2 separate regions of the Danio rerio genome follow, and region 2 is linked to region 1. Evidence: chromatin contacts called from public Hi-C data. All regions are on one chromosome and are shown on one strand. The core of a region is the stretch at or near the end of the contact, and the rest is flanking DNA. Distances in the headings are between cores, read along the strand shown. Region 1 holds the start of plk3 (polo-like kinase 3 (Drosophila)). Region 2 has its middle 50 kb from the start of dynlt4.

Region 1 (7,477 bases), core at 2,364-4,863:
GCCATTTTAATATATTTCAATTAATATGAAAAAACGTATGCATGATTTTACCAAAATTTAGATTTTTTTTATGCATGTAAAACAATATAATTTGCACAAAGAAATGATTGGATTCTTCTCTAAAGAAATAGTTGTCCACCCCATTTAGAGCATCATTATGGGTGTTTTATGTCATAACCAATGTGATTCAAATGAAGTATCTGCGACAGAGAAACTATGGCTTTTGGGAAACACTGGTCACTCTATCGTTCATTTCCCAAATGATGCATCAAACTATGATAGTTCAGCCACAAGTTATGTTGTTGTTTGGGAAACACAACCCCAATACAGCCAAGAGACTCCAACATGACGGCAGCATCAAATTATGATCAAATTATGAAGCTAAAAGAAAAGTCTGTTTGTAACATCATGGAAGCAGGCATTTATGTAGGTACAACCCAACGAAAAAATTTTTTATGTCATCAGTTTGTCAAGTCAGACACCTTTTGTTTTGCAATAAAATACCTGCACATTTTGCGTACTGCTATTGTTGTTTGCATTTCACTTTTTTGGTCATTATACTTTTTTAAAACATTTAATATATTTACATTCTAGATTCACAGACATTGTTTTTGACACATTATTTAAGATGTGTGACTAAAAAAATAGCTATTAACCTTCTTTTTTGGTAGGGCCAATAAAATTTTGGCAGGGCAAGTAAAAATCTGAACTGCAGGCCCAATCTGGCCAGTAGAATTAATCCTTAGTGTTGAACCCTTATATATTTAAAATAGTATTTTGTGCTTATTTGAATTAAAACTTGAAAGAAAGATTTGTCTGCAGAATACATTATTATCAGGATAACATCAGCATTATACTACATTTGGCTCATATAAAAGATAACTTCATAGTAACTGTTATGTTTCAGTAAACCAAGCATGGGTGAGAACGCTGATCCGAGTGAGGGTCTGATGAGTGTGCTAAAGAAAATCTACACAGATGGTGACGACGAGATGAAACGCACCATCAACAAGGCCTGGGTTGAGTCTCAGGAGAAGAAGGCCAAACCAGATGATTTTGACTTCTAAGCCAGATAAATAACCTGCTTTCACAGTGAAGCGCCCAAATCCAGCTGCTCCACTCTACACATCATTCCACTTCATTGCAATGATTTTACAGAATTTTTTTACTGTTAATTATGGCTGTTAATGAAATGTTTGTGTAAAAAGTGCTTTAAATGGGTCATATCCCCACTGTAATTTTATGTTGTTTCACAGGTATTCATATTCAGTGCGTTGTCATAAACTTATTTTTGCACTTAGGAAAACAAAATAAAAGCTCTGTAAATGTATTATCTTGTCTTGTGTTTTTTTAAAGATGCATAAATTGACATATATAAGACAATCATGCGTAAAAACAAGTAAATGATGGGCCATTTTAGTGCGTCCAACTCCAATATCTGATTTCCCGCTACTTTTTTCAGATACTAGTGTATTTTCCATTTTGATTTTTGTCAGCTGCTAGTGCTTATTTTTTATTTATTAGTATTGTTTAGATCAGTGGTTCTCAAACTGTGGTACGTGTACCACTAGTGGTACGCGGAGAAATGAAATGTCATGTACATGCTACACACATTTCAAAATGTATCAAAAATTATGTATATAATATGTAATATATGACATATAGCCTATATTTCAGAGGTAATCTGCCACGTTTTTTAACTGTGCAGAGATGTAGCTGCTTAACTGGGCCAACTACGCTACTGTATTTCAATGCTGCTCATTTTACTGGTGGTACTTGAAGAGACAATTTTTTTCTGAGGTGGTACTTGATGAATAAAGTTTGAGAACCACTGGTTTAGATACTATTTCCCATTAATGGGTTACAGCTGGAAAGGCATCCGCTGCATAAAACTTGCTGGATAACTTGCCGGTTCATCCCAACTGTGTGACCCTAAATTAATAAAAGGACTAAGCCGAAAAGAAAATGAATGAATGAGTGTTTAGATACTACTATCTTTGGAAACCTGATAGTGCTTGTTAAAGTAGTCACTAAGGTTAATTAAACCTGTTTAGACCCAAATACAATTTCTCATTTCTTACTCAGTACCTTTTAAATGCCTGTTTCTCCTCTATTTTGTAATATCTGGTTGAGTATAGGGCATCACAGTGTTTTCCAGTGTTGGGTTGCGCTGTGTAACACATATTCTGGGTAAGTTGGGGGTTCATTCTGCTGTGGTGACCCCAGATTAAAAAAAGGACTAAGCCGAAAAGAAAATGAATGGTTGAGAATAAGCTAACAATATAAGAGAAATTGTACAGGAAATCGAAAGAGATTGAATAAGATTCTGAGAAGGCAGGAGAATAAAAGGTGCAGGATAATAAAGGCAGGTGTAAATCAACAAATTGGAAGATGTGCTTTTGTCAGTAATATAAACACTGTCATTTTGAAAACATAAATCAGTACTAGTGTGAATAAGTTGTATTATATTCTTGTAACTGCTAAGAACATTTCAATGTGGTCATGTCATTGGCCCATGAACATTTCCTGCTTATTATCAAACTATTTCATAACAGCAACAAGAAGCAATTCAATCATAACTTAATGTTAAAACTCCAATCATAACATTACTTATCAATATGTGGCTCTTTTTGGATTCTCAGAAGCTGTAGAAGTTAAAAATGTAAAACAGGAAATGATTTGGAACTATTGTTTTTGTTTACATCCCTCAAAATGGTCTAAAATGAATACCTGTATATAATTAGTTCTAGTTTACAATTAAACTACTATATATAATTAAAAGGTACTAATATCAGATTAGTAGTAGTTATTTAATAAGTACTAGTATCTAATAAATAATTATTTTTTCCACTTCTGCAACTATAGTATTCCAAGTAATATTTCATCCTCAATTCTTATATACATTTTCACACTATGAATGACACTATATAGATGCTTTTTATATTTTAGGGTTAAAAATATATTTTGTTTCAGTGACTAAAATAAAAAGAAACAGAACATGATGTGCTTTTATAAGTTTCTCCTTGTTTGTTTATCATACACAAGGGGGCGCATGAATCCACAAGTTTCTCAGTTCCGTTCAGTACAGATGCATGTTTGTAGTGACGTAATTTGGCTTCGTCCTCATGATGTAAATACAGTATGTGTAGATGTAATTCGTGTTTATTTTTGTAAATATGTCTAATTTCATTTCTGAACGTTACATTAGGCTACGTGAGCAAATGTTATAAATATACAAATTTTATTATTAATATATATTGTCTATTTAATGAAACATTGAATTATGTGAAGATTTTGTCATGAAAAACAAATTATCACGTGGGAAAAACAAAACAAAAAAGTAACATCCATATCAGAAAGTTAAAACCGAAGAATACAGAAGCACTGTTTGTGTCACCCGGAGGTCCATAATCGCGTCAGCCGTGATAGGATGATGTGCTCTCGGCTTTTCATTCACTTTTCTTCTGCACTTTCATATGCGTCTCTCTGATCTTTGATTGAATCTCCAGTAGCCAATGACGTTGATTTATTCTAGACTTCCCCTTTCTGGCGCCCCACCTCTGCCCGTGACGTCATGGACAGTTTATATACTGCTGGGCTCCGGTACCCGGGCATGTTTGACTCGCACAGGACTAGAGAACTTCGCCAGACTTCAGGACTTCGCACAGAGGAGTTTATTTTCTAAGGAGAAGGATCTTTCTTAATGAATGGATCCTTCTTGTTTCACCACAGCTCAGCGTCTTTCGTGTAAAATAATGAATCCGGATATGTTCAAAGCGTCTCCAGCGGCTCCACCGCCCGCCAAGCCGAGCCGGAGTAAATCGGAGCACGTTAAGCCGGAGCTCGCGCAGGTGGTGGTGGACGCGAAGACCGGGAGGTCGTACTGTAAAGGAAAGCTCTTGGGAAAGGTACGGTGTTTTCTATTAACGGGATTTATTGGAGAGTTTTGATCACTGTATGTGTTGTCGCGTTGCTCAAACGTGTCTCGTGTTCGTCTCGTGTTTGGTGAGGTGTTCATCATGGGTGCACCAGAACCACTGGACCGCAGTCCGCCCTGTCCGGGTTTTTATACAATCTACCTGATGGTCATTGCAGCAATGCATGCAGCATTTCTTTCAAACGCCAAGACATCGCAATTGATTTGTGTTTGGGATTGAGAACTGGCTTTGTAATTTGATTTGATGTCTTGAAAGGATGAATGAATGAATGAATCAATGCATCAATGAAATGATGCTGTAATGCTTTATGATCACTGGAGCCAGTGACTATCGTCTCAGTTTCATTGGGTTGTTTTCAAAACAAGGCTCTTATATGAATTAAGCGATCGATTATTGGAAGTCTTGTCGATCCTGGGCTTTAAAGTGCCGCATCATTGTGCGATGCTGTAAGGAGGGCTTGGTCGACTGGGAAAAGAATACGTCATTCCTTTGTACATGTTTTAGGTCCAGGTTCTGAAATTAATCAAACTTTGATGCAAAAATGCCTCCCATGTTTGGTTTCTGGAGATAAAGAATTTGGTTAAAGATGCATGTTAAATGGGTTGAAAGTGCAGAGTTCTAATGCATCACATGTGAAGGATAATTTGTCAGCTATAGAATTGCTTAACTGGAATTGATTTATTAACGTTTTTAATATCTTATTTTATATTTGTGTATGTTATCACATACAATTCTACAGTCATCGGAGTACATGTCTCACAGAGGGAGCCACAAGGGACTGCCTAAGAGAATGAATAGAAAATGTTCTACTAAAAATCTTAAGGATTTTATGCATTTTAGAATGAATGATGAATACCAAAATTTGAAGTTCAACACATTGAATAGAAGAAATATATTTATAAGTTTAAATGACTATATAGGATGTAACTGAATTATTCCAATATCAATGAAACGAGTGACAAATCTATAGACTCCCAAACTTGCTGCCTAGACCACATTCTTTAGTCATGCTGAAAACATGAACAAAATGTTCAACAACACCCAAAATCTCTAAAGATGTTGCTTCTGCAGGCAGGAAACTGTTCTTTCAGTTTGTCATTGAGTTTGCACAGTCACCTGCTGCTGATCGTTGAAGTTAATCATCATCTTGCATTGAAATCCCCTGCAATGTTTCCTGTTGACGCATTCTGAGTGATTTATATATTGTGCCTTTTGATGTTTAGGGTGGTTTTGCACGGTGCTATGAGATGACTGATCTTGCAAACAACAAGATGTATGCGGTGAAGGTTATTCCTCAAAGCAGAGTCTCAAAGCCACACCAGAGGGAGAAGGTAAATTAACAACCTAGCACAAAGTAGAATCCTCATATTTCCAGCCCCCTCTCTAATGCTTATTCATCATTTTCATTGTAGATCATTAATGAAATCGAGCTCCACAAAAGCCTCCAACACAAGCATGTAGTGAAGTTCTCTCATCATTTTGAGGACCAAGACAATATTTACATCTTCCTTGAGCTCTGCAGCAGAAAGGTGAGTTGTTTCAACCAAGAACAGGTTTCATTTGGGGACTGAAGCTACATGATCTAATCTTACTCTTCGATGTTTGCAGTCTCTGGCACACATTTGGAAAGCAAGACACACGTTGACCGATCCAGAAGTACGTTACTACCTCAGACAGATCATTTCTTCACTCAAATACCTCCACAACAAAGGCATCCTCCACAGAGACCTCAAACTAGGTAGCGTTTTTGATTCCTCTGTCTGCTGTTTACTTCCTAGTGTGATGGTCGTCAAATGTACTGGGTTTAAATATGCTGCTTTTGTTTTTGCAGGAAATTTTTTTGTGAATGAAAACATGGAGTTGAGATTGGGTGATTTTGGCCTGGCAGCAAAGCTGGAGACAGTCGAGCAGAGGAAGAAGTGAGTTTGCTTGCCTTCAGTGTTCATAAATTCAATAGTAACTTATTAAAGCGGTGTGTTGATTGAAATCTGTTTGTGTGTTTGCAGGACCATCTGTGGGACGCCAAACTACCTTGCGCCAGAGGTCTTAAACAGACAAGGCCATGGGACAGAGTCAGATGTTTGGTCGCTGGGTTGTGTAATGTAAGTCTTATCAACACTACAGTAGGGTTATTAGGGTTATTGTTTTGTAAACTGTGGTTCACGAATGCATTGATGAAGTTAATAATTTAATGAGAAAAAAAGTAAAGATGGAATGTTTAATGCATAAAAGAATTACTAAATAAATTAAAACTTTTTTTTACCTTTTTAAAGGGTGTCTAGTAACATTCAGTTACTATTGTAGCCTTGATAAATGTATTTATGATGTGTATATATATTGCATGTTTAATTTAATTTGTACTTTTTATTATATATAAGTGTATTAAATTGTTTAGTATTTTAAAATTAATGAAACTTGGCAGCTTGTTTGTAGTTTTATTTCACTTATTTTTTAAATTTTATTTCAACTAATTATTATTATTATTATTATTATTATTATTATTATTATTACTTCACATTTAGTTTCAAACCTGTGAGTTTCTTTTTTCCATTGAACACAAAAGAAGATATTTTAAACTATGTTAGAAACTGGTAACCATTGACATCCATTGTAGGAAAAACAAATAATACGGAAGTCAGTTGTTACTGGTTTCCAACATTATTTAAATTTGTTTTTACTATGAATATAGCCAATGCTGCTGACATGGCATTAAAACATAAATAAATAAATAAACATTCCTCAAATTATCTTTTACAATAAACAGTAGAAATAAACTCAAGCAGGTTTTGGCACTAGTAAAGGGGTGAGCAAATAACTTTTTTGGGGGTGAACTATACCTTTAACTGTTATTGAAACCATTAACAGTTAGTTAACAAACAAACAAAAAATAAGTTAATATTTTAAAATTATTAGTGCCCTTTAAGTATATATTGCAAGCTATATTGGTTGACAAAAAACAAGTTTGGGAATCCCTGGTGTCAACGAATGCTATTAATTTCATGGAAAGTCCATAATAAATACTTGAATTATGATGCATCAGATGTGACAGCCATGATGACAAGCTCTTTATGTTTATTTAGGTACACTCTACTGTGTGGGAATCCACCTTTTGAAACCTTAGACTTGAAAGAGACCTACAAGTGTATTAAGGAAGTGAAATACAGCCTTCCTTCATCCCTCACTCCATCGGCACAGAAGCTGATCTCCTCTATCCTTCAGAAAAACCCCTGCGACCGCCTTACGCTGGATCAGATACTGGCCCACGACTACTTCACAAAGGTTAGCATACGGAGTAATCATTTATCACAGTCCAAAGAGTAATTAAACTTCTTTCCTTTTAACTAGGTTATAAAGGCATTTACTTGATGCGTTGTAATTAAATTTTTAAATTCTCTAATTGATATTTGTTTTTCCTCCCTCAGGGTTTCACCCCAGAAAAACTCCCTCCCAGCAGCTGTGTGATGGTGCCTGAGCTTAATCCACCCAGTCCTGCTAAGAAGTTCTTCACCAAGATGGCTAAAAGTCTATTTGGCAAGAAG
Region 2 (7,477 bases), core at 1,603-4,102, 61 kb after region 1:
TTAAAATTACTTTATGGACCACCCCTTTAACAAACCGAACTCAGGCAGTCAAAGTAAATAATATTTTGTCCCAAGTCAAATCTTGTAGTTCTGGTGTCCCTCAGGGTTGTGTGAGCTCATCACTTCTGTTTACTCTATATACTAATGAGTGCTCAAGCAGGCACTCACAGAATCTATTTTTAAATAATCAGACGATACGGTAGTTTTAAGTTTGCTGAACAAACAAGATCCTGTTTTTGTTTATTTTTCTGAAATTGATTCATTTGTTTAGTGGTGTAATGAAAACTTTTTAAAAGTAAATACAAAAAAACAAAAAATAATAATATTTAATCCCAAGTTTGTTGTCGAGCATTTACCAGTGTTTGTGCATAATCAAGAAATCACTCGGGTACAGTCATACAAGAATTTAGAAATTTACATAGACAGGTCTCTAACATGGGACACTCACTTAAACTGGATCTGATTCACCAAAGACTGTATTTTCTATGAAGGTTATGGTTCTATGGTGTTGATAAGAAAATCATGTACTTATTTTATCAGGCTGTATTTGAGAGTGTCATCAGGTGTGGTTTATCTACATGGTATGGCAACCTTTCTGTAAATCTGAAATCAGTTTTTTATATATATATATATATATATATATATATATATATATATATATATATATATATATATATATATATATATATATATATTATCAGAACTGCTACGAGACTAATAGGATCTGAAACTTTTACTTGTTTTCAAACACTTTACAAGCAATGCACTCTGAATAAAGCGAAAAGAATTTTAAATAACCCATCTCATGTACTCTTCCCATTTTACGATCTTTTACCTTTTAGTAGAAGATACAGAGCCTTCCGCTGGAAGCGGAAAAGCCTTAAGAACTCTTTTATCTCAGTGTCAATCAGATTGTTGAACACTGATTAATAGTATGTTGTTGTTGTTTTTTTCCCCTGTATGTAATTCTTTTGCATGTTTGCTTATTTTTAATTGTTATTGTGTCAGAACTTGCTGAAGTGCTTTGTGAGTCCATGGAAAATTTCCCTCTAAGGGCCAAAAAGTATACAAACATACAAACAAACAAATAAGACCAAGCCTATAGCATCTTTCACTTGTGCAGCTTTTAGACCAGAGATATCAGCTTTACTTGCACAGCGCTTAGCTGGTCTCTGTCAAACTCACCCCTGCCCCCTAATGCCGAGTTCAAATTGCATGATTTTAGCCCCAATTTCGACTCGTTGACAGGTTTTGGAAAATTGCAGACAAATTCCTGAAATCACAAGTAAATCGATGCTCGTTCACGTGAGTAACAATCACACAGTGTGAACTATCAAAGACACGATCTGAGAGAATCACAGATGAGTCGTCAGCACCCGTGAGGTATTTGGCATGCTAAATATTAAAAATAACATTGGCAATTACCTACAGCCAATGAGAGAGCAGCATCCACTAGTGAGGGTATCTGCAGGTCAGTGGGAGGTTGGGGGGCGGAGTCTTTTCAGTCTATTTGGACCCAAGAAATGGAGGAAAAACTATTAGAAATTTGGCAGGAGCACCCATGTCTGTTTGACCTGTGTCATCTGAGCAATACCACAACCTGGTCATAAATAAAAAAAGTTTAAGAGAAATTGCTAATTCCCTAAGGCCAACATGAATACACTGAAGCATCAAGCGCTGGTACTGATGTATCCACTCCTGTACAATCGCTCTAAAGGGGATCACACATCAAACGAGATGTGTGATCACATCCCACCTTGTCTTTTAAAGCTCTAAACACTGTCCTATTTGGTGTCTGTCCACGGTAAAAAAGAAAACAATTAAAAAATGTTATTTACCCCCTGGTTGGTTGGAGAAGGCTGTTTGCCTTATATGAAACTCTTTTTTTTCTCACATCGGTCATTGTTTAGGAGGTACACTGATGCAAGCAATGGGACACACTTACAACCGTGCCTACTGCAAGGGTTTTAGTGTTTTCGAAAACAGTACATCGTCACTGATGATTTTCTAACTTATTTTTGTCCTCAAATGAAGAACAAAACTAAATTCATTTAATGTATACCGGGGCCTTTCGGTTTACTCAAGTTCTAGCAGTTATTATGTTTTACAAATCCAGGTCACCTTCTCTGAGCAGGTGTCAAACCGCTGTTTCCGTACTATCTACAATCAGATTCTGGTGTTCCTCTTGAGGCCAAGCAGTGCGGTTTACTCACAGGCCCACCAAACTTCTCTCAAGGCACTAATGTACCCTTTCTGGTTCTTCTGTATGGGAGGTGAGTGTACTAAATATAAAGACTGCAACCTCTAGCATCAGGTGGTCTAGGCTTGAGACCAATTGAGTGAGGTTTACTTGCACAGCTCTTACAAGCTGGCCTCTGTAACACCCTTGAATCCTAAACCTCACTCCATCCAGAGAACAGCATGAAGTGACCCTTCCGGTCCTACTCATCCTGAACAGCTGTTTCTAACATAGATTACTAACACTGGACCCGCTTGCATCAGTTATAGTGCGCCTCTTGAGGCCAGAGGGGTGATGTTCCCTTATGCAACTCTCTGATAGACATGCACAGGTGCAGCAATAAGTCCTTGAAAAATGAAACAGTTGCCCCCTACCATACTCTGTGTGTTTACTCTGTGCTTACTTCCCGAAGCACCACAGAGCTGTTCTCTTTATTAATCCTACACCATCACAGCAGTGATTAATCATGGTACAGTCTGCTGAGGCTGACAGAGGGGCTTCCCAGCGAGAGAGACAGAAAGAAATGAGCAAAAAGAGAAAGAGACTGAGAAGTTGCTCATTGTATTTCCAGTCACACGTTATCTCCTCAGGCAGCTGCCCCCACCCTCTTCTTTTCTCTTCTTCTCTGTCTTTTTCCCTCTCTCTTCTTTCTCTCCCCCTCACATCTGTTTCCTGGGGCCATGTTCTTGTTGCTACCTAGTTTCCAGAACATATTTGATTTCGTCCCAGGGAAAAGCCAGTGCACTGGAATGTCCAGGCACCAGGTGCAGCAGCACTCTCTGTTATTCACATCTGAGAGACTCCAGGATCTCTCTGCCAAAAATAGAAGGAATAATTAGCATGCACGCTAAGCATTGCTTGCTACCGAAGAAATAGATTTTTTTACACTAATAATCCCTGCTTTATTATGGATAGATGGTTTGATTTTCTTCATCACATTCTGTAATAGGCTTTTGACAGTATCAGATTTTCTTGTTGGTATTAAATTGCTGAAGCTTTTATTACAGTAAATGGTATTATCGCGATATTGGCCTGTAAGCTGAGCGAATAAAAGGTCATTTAACAGGTAAAATAAGGAATGCATATGTCAGACTCGTATGTCCTGTAGTGCGCCTCAAGGTTCTGTCCTAGACGCTCTTCTTTTTGATTTATATGTACTCCCTCTTAGCAAGATTATTAGTATTATTTTTAAAGTTAAATCTTAACATTGCAGGTAATGCAATGTGTGTTTATATAGCGCTTTTATTGTGTTTAACTATACACTTAAAGCACTTCACAATCATGAGTGGGGGTCTCTCCACACCACCAGTGTGCAGTATCTACTTGGATGATGCGATATCAGCCACAGGACAACGACACCAGTGCACTCACCACACACCAGCTATAGGTGGAGTAGATAGATAGTGATACAGCCAATTCGGTGGATGGGGATGATTGGAGGCCATGATGGATAAGGGCTAATGAAGGAAATTTGGCCAGGACACCGGGGTTAGACCCCTACTCTTTACGAGAAGTGCCATGGGATTTTTAATGACCATAGAGAGTCAGGACCTCAGTTTAACGATTTTTCCGAAAAACGGCGCCCACTGACAGTATAGTGTCCTCTTCACTTTTACTGCGGCATTAGGACCTGCACAGACCACATGTTGAGAGCAGACCACTTCACACAGCAACCTAGTTTTCCCATGTGGTCACCCATCCAGGTACAGACCAGGCTCAGCCCTGCTTATATATGTACAGTTATATTTTTCTTTTAAACCTAACAGCAGAGGTGGGTAGAGTATCTAAAATCTATACTCAAGTAAAAGTACAAGTACTTGCAGAATTTTTTACTCAAGTAAAAGTAACAATCTTCAAAGTTATTTGAGTAAGAGTAAAAAAGCTGATGAAAAAAAAAATACTCAAGTAAATAGTTACTAGTTACTTTTTATTATATGTATATCAGAATATATATGTGTATAATATGTTTAGATAATGTAATATATGAAGATAATATGTTGTGCTTGTCTAAAAAATGCTTTTTGATTTAAGAATTTTTTGACATTTGGACTAGAAACAACACAAAAAATCTAAGAAAATATTTTTTTCATGGTATATCAATGCATGCTCAAAGTAAGTAACGTTTTCAAACCAATTACATTGCGAAAGGATGATAAATTACTATACATACATAAACATATGCTGGATAATTTGGAGGTTCATTCCACTGTGGCTTTTTCCTTGATAAATAAAGAAACTAAGCCATAGAAAAATAAATGAATGAGTAGGCGTTACTTAATTAATCAGTAGAGCTTGAAGGAGGGGCAGGCATTGCAGGCTGTGATTACTGCAGCAAGTTGACATGTCAACTGTTTTAAACTATTTCTGAGCGCTGCGTTTGGTGTTTTTTTTAGGTGCAAATATGCATTCTGCAACACTTTTGTTTTGACACACTTTAAAATGCCAATTTTATCTATCATCTATTAAATTTAATTGTTCTTGGTAACACCATTTGGACCATGTTTCTCTGAACTCTGTAACAGCTAAAAAGCAACAAAGCGATCTCATGCATATTAATGAAGTTGCATCTCATTCATACTAGAGCACACTGATTGGTTCAAACCAACTCTTCCTCATGAATAATGCTCAGACATGCTAAAAAATCGTGTAAATGATGTCACTTTGTACTGGCCGGTGCTGACGGCCAATCACCACGCTGGAATTTACACAATGACCTCATCACCGTGATATTGCTTCAACAATTATTTTCAAACAGAAAGAACAAATTTGCTCTGAAAACACAAAAACAACCAATTTTCAGTTTTTTTATGTGAAATACATGTGTTTTTAGCAACAATAGTGTTTTTAGCAATGTGACATATATATGACTGTCAACATCTCAAAAAATGTGTTTTAGTGTTTGTGACCCTTTAAAATCAGCAGTGAGAAAAGGTCAGATTTATTTCAGTTACTATGTTAAAATTTATTTTATTGGTTATTAATTCCATTTAATAAAATTATTAAAACGTCTATTATTAATGTGCTATTTGTCATCTATTAAAAAATTTACATTAGCTAAAAGATTACTTAAAGCTTTTATAGTTTTTATCATGAGTTAGAGATTGTTAATTTAATTTTAACAAATGAAACCTTATCGTAATGCGTTAAAGAACAGTAGGCTTATAAATAGTCATAGAATTTTTGATCAATATTTCAACATGTCGTAAACCAGATTTACATAACAGATTGACATAGTTAACTAAATAGCCTGTGAAGTCTTCAGGAATTTAGTGCTGTTTTGAACAACCACTACAAATACAATCTGAATATTAAAAAGCTCTTTAAAAGTTGAAATAATACATTAGTATTCACTGTATTTTGAAGTTCCCACAATATCAATATCGTGCATGGTCTTTATAATATATTGAATACCAGTATATACCTATTCTGTAACAACTTGTCCTGGGGATTGTTTAGCACTAAGGTAATGTAACTGGCTGTGAAAATGGCATAAAAAGTAAAACAGGGAGGCTGTTTACGTAATTATGCATCATTTGTGATCAACCCATGTGCGCAGTTAGAAGGGACCCCTGAATGGAGTGGTGCCTGTTGCCATGGGAAACCTCCAAACCTATCATCACATCAAGGATATGATGAGTCATCCACCAGCAGATCCATATTTATTCTGTATCACCCCCCTCTCTCCTTCAAAGTATGTTTAAAGTAAGGTCTTTGCAGCAAAGCAAAAGAACAGCCGTGAGTCATGTGGCATGTGGTAATTTTCTTTAGTATGATTAATCAGTGGATTTACTAATCGACTGCTCTTAAGTCATACTTATTAAAAATAGTTTACTTTAGTTTTTACAGCACTACGTTTTTAGTTTTACTCATGTTCAATGGCTCAGTATTTATTTAGGTTTTTTATGTAAAAAGTAATTCTATAGTGTGTATATATATATGTACAGTTGAAGTCAGAATTATTAGCCCCCCTGAATTATAAGCGCCCCTGTTTATTTTTTCCCCAATTTCTGTTTAACGGAGGGAAGATATTTTTAGCACATTTCTAAGCATAATAGTTTTAAAAACTTATTTCTAATAACTGATTTATTTTCTCTTTGTCATGATGACAGTAAATAATATTTTACTTGATATTTTTCAAGACACTTCTATACAGCTTACAGTGACATTTAAAGGCTTCACTAAGTTAATAAGGTGGACTAGGCAGGTTAGGGTAATTAGGCAAGTTATTGTATAACGATGGTTTGTTCTGAAGAATATGGAAAAAAAATAGCTTAAAGGGGCTAATAATTTTGTCCCAAAAATGAGTTATAAAAAATAATAATTATGACTTCAACTGTATATATATATGTGTATGTATATATGTGTATGTATATATGTGTGTGTGTGTGTGTGTGTGTGTGTGTGTGTGTGTGTGTGTGTGTGTGTGTGTGTGTGTGTGTGTGTGTCTGTGTGTCTGTGTGTGTGTGTGTGTGTCTGTGTGTGTGTGTGTGTGTGTGTGTGTGTGTGTGTGTGTGTGTGTGTGTGTGTGTGTGTGTGTGTGTCTGTGTGTGTATATAGCAAGGAAATCTTCACAGTATGTCTGACAATATTTTTTCTTCTGGAGAAAGTCTTATTTGTTTTATTTCGGCTAGAACTTAAAATGTTTTTAAAACCATTTTAAGGTCAAAATTATTAGCCCCTTCAAGCTATATTTTTTCGATAGTCTACCGAACAAAACATTGTAATACAAAAACTTGCCTAATTATCGTAACCTGCCTAGTTAACCTAATTAACCTAGTTAAACCTTTTAATGTCACTTTAAGCTGTATAGAAGTGTCTTGAAAAAAAATCTAGTCAAATATTATTTTATCATGGCAAAGATAAAATAAATCAGTTATTAGAAATGAGTATAAAACTATTATGTTTAGAAATGTGTTGAAAAAAAACTTTTGTCTCTGTTGAATAGAAATTGGGGAAAAGAATAAACAGGAGGGCTAATAATTCTGACTTCAACTGTATATATATATATGGATGGATGGATGGATGGATGGATGGATGGATGGATGGATGGATGGAGAGTCTAAAAGCCTCTAAGTTAGAATCTAATTTTCTTCCAAAATGGGCATTTTTCCTATGTGTATTTAGTATCTTCACTTTAATGGTGATAAATAAGTTTAAAGAAATCTATCGGAACATAAACATATGTGGCTGAGAGAAAAAATGCTAATTTTAGGAGGAAATTTCAGCCGGCACTTAATA

The links. A called contact is a pair of places that touch in the nucleus more often than the background predicts.
Region 2: a contact with region 1 is called in a Hi-C map of an unstated tissue, with 2.8 times the contacts expected there. The contact joins the enhancer-like site here to the promoter of plk3 in region 1. A contact is called at or near these places in 2 of 18 Hi-C or Micro-C datasets (caudal fin and an unstated tissue) and 2 of 4 datasets of contacts at active chromatin or transcription factors (caudal fin and gastrula embryo).

Annotation. Positions count from the first base shown.
Region 1 is chr2:38,575,708-38,583,184 of GRCz12tu, forward strand. It overlaps plk3 (polo-like kinase 3 (Drosophila)), which reads left to right and starts at 3,614. Exons shown (of 15, transcript NM_201308.2): 1 at 3,614-3,908; 2 at 5,162-5,269; 3 at 5,351-5,467; 4 at 5,547-5,676; 5 at 5,770-5,857; 6 at 5,945-6,040; 7 at 7,019-7,217; 8 at 7,361-7,477. The coding sequence starts at 3,708. It overlaps cacybp (calcyclin binding protein), which reads left to right. Exons shown (of 6, transcript NM_212887.1): 6 at 908-1,330. The coding sequence ends at 1,067.
Region 2 is chr2:38,637,914-38,645,390 of GRCz12tu, forward strand. It overlaps a transcript of ankrd45 not described here. Among named protein-coding and RNA genes, the nearest start is that of dynlt4, 50 kb to the left of the region's middle. Within about 2 kb of position 2,853, at least 30 of the 62 cell types and tissues checked have an H3K27ac peak or open chromatin away from gene starts, as enhancers often do.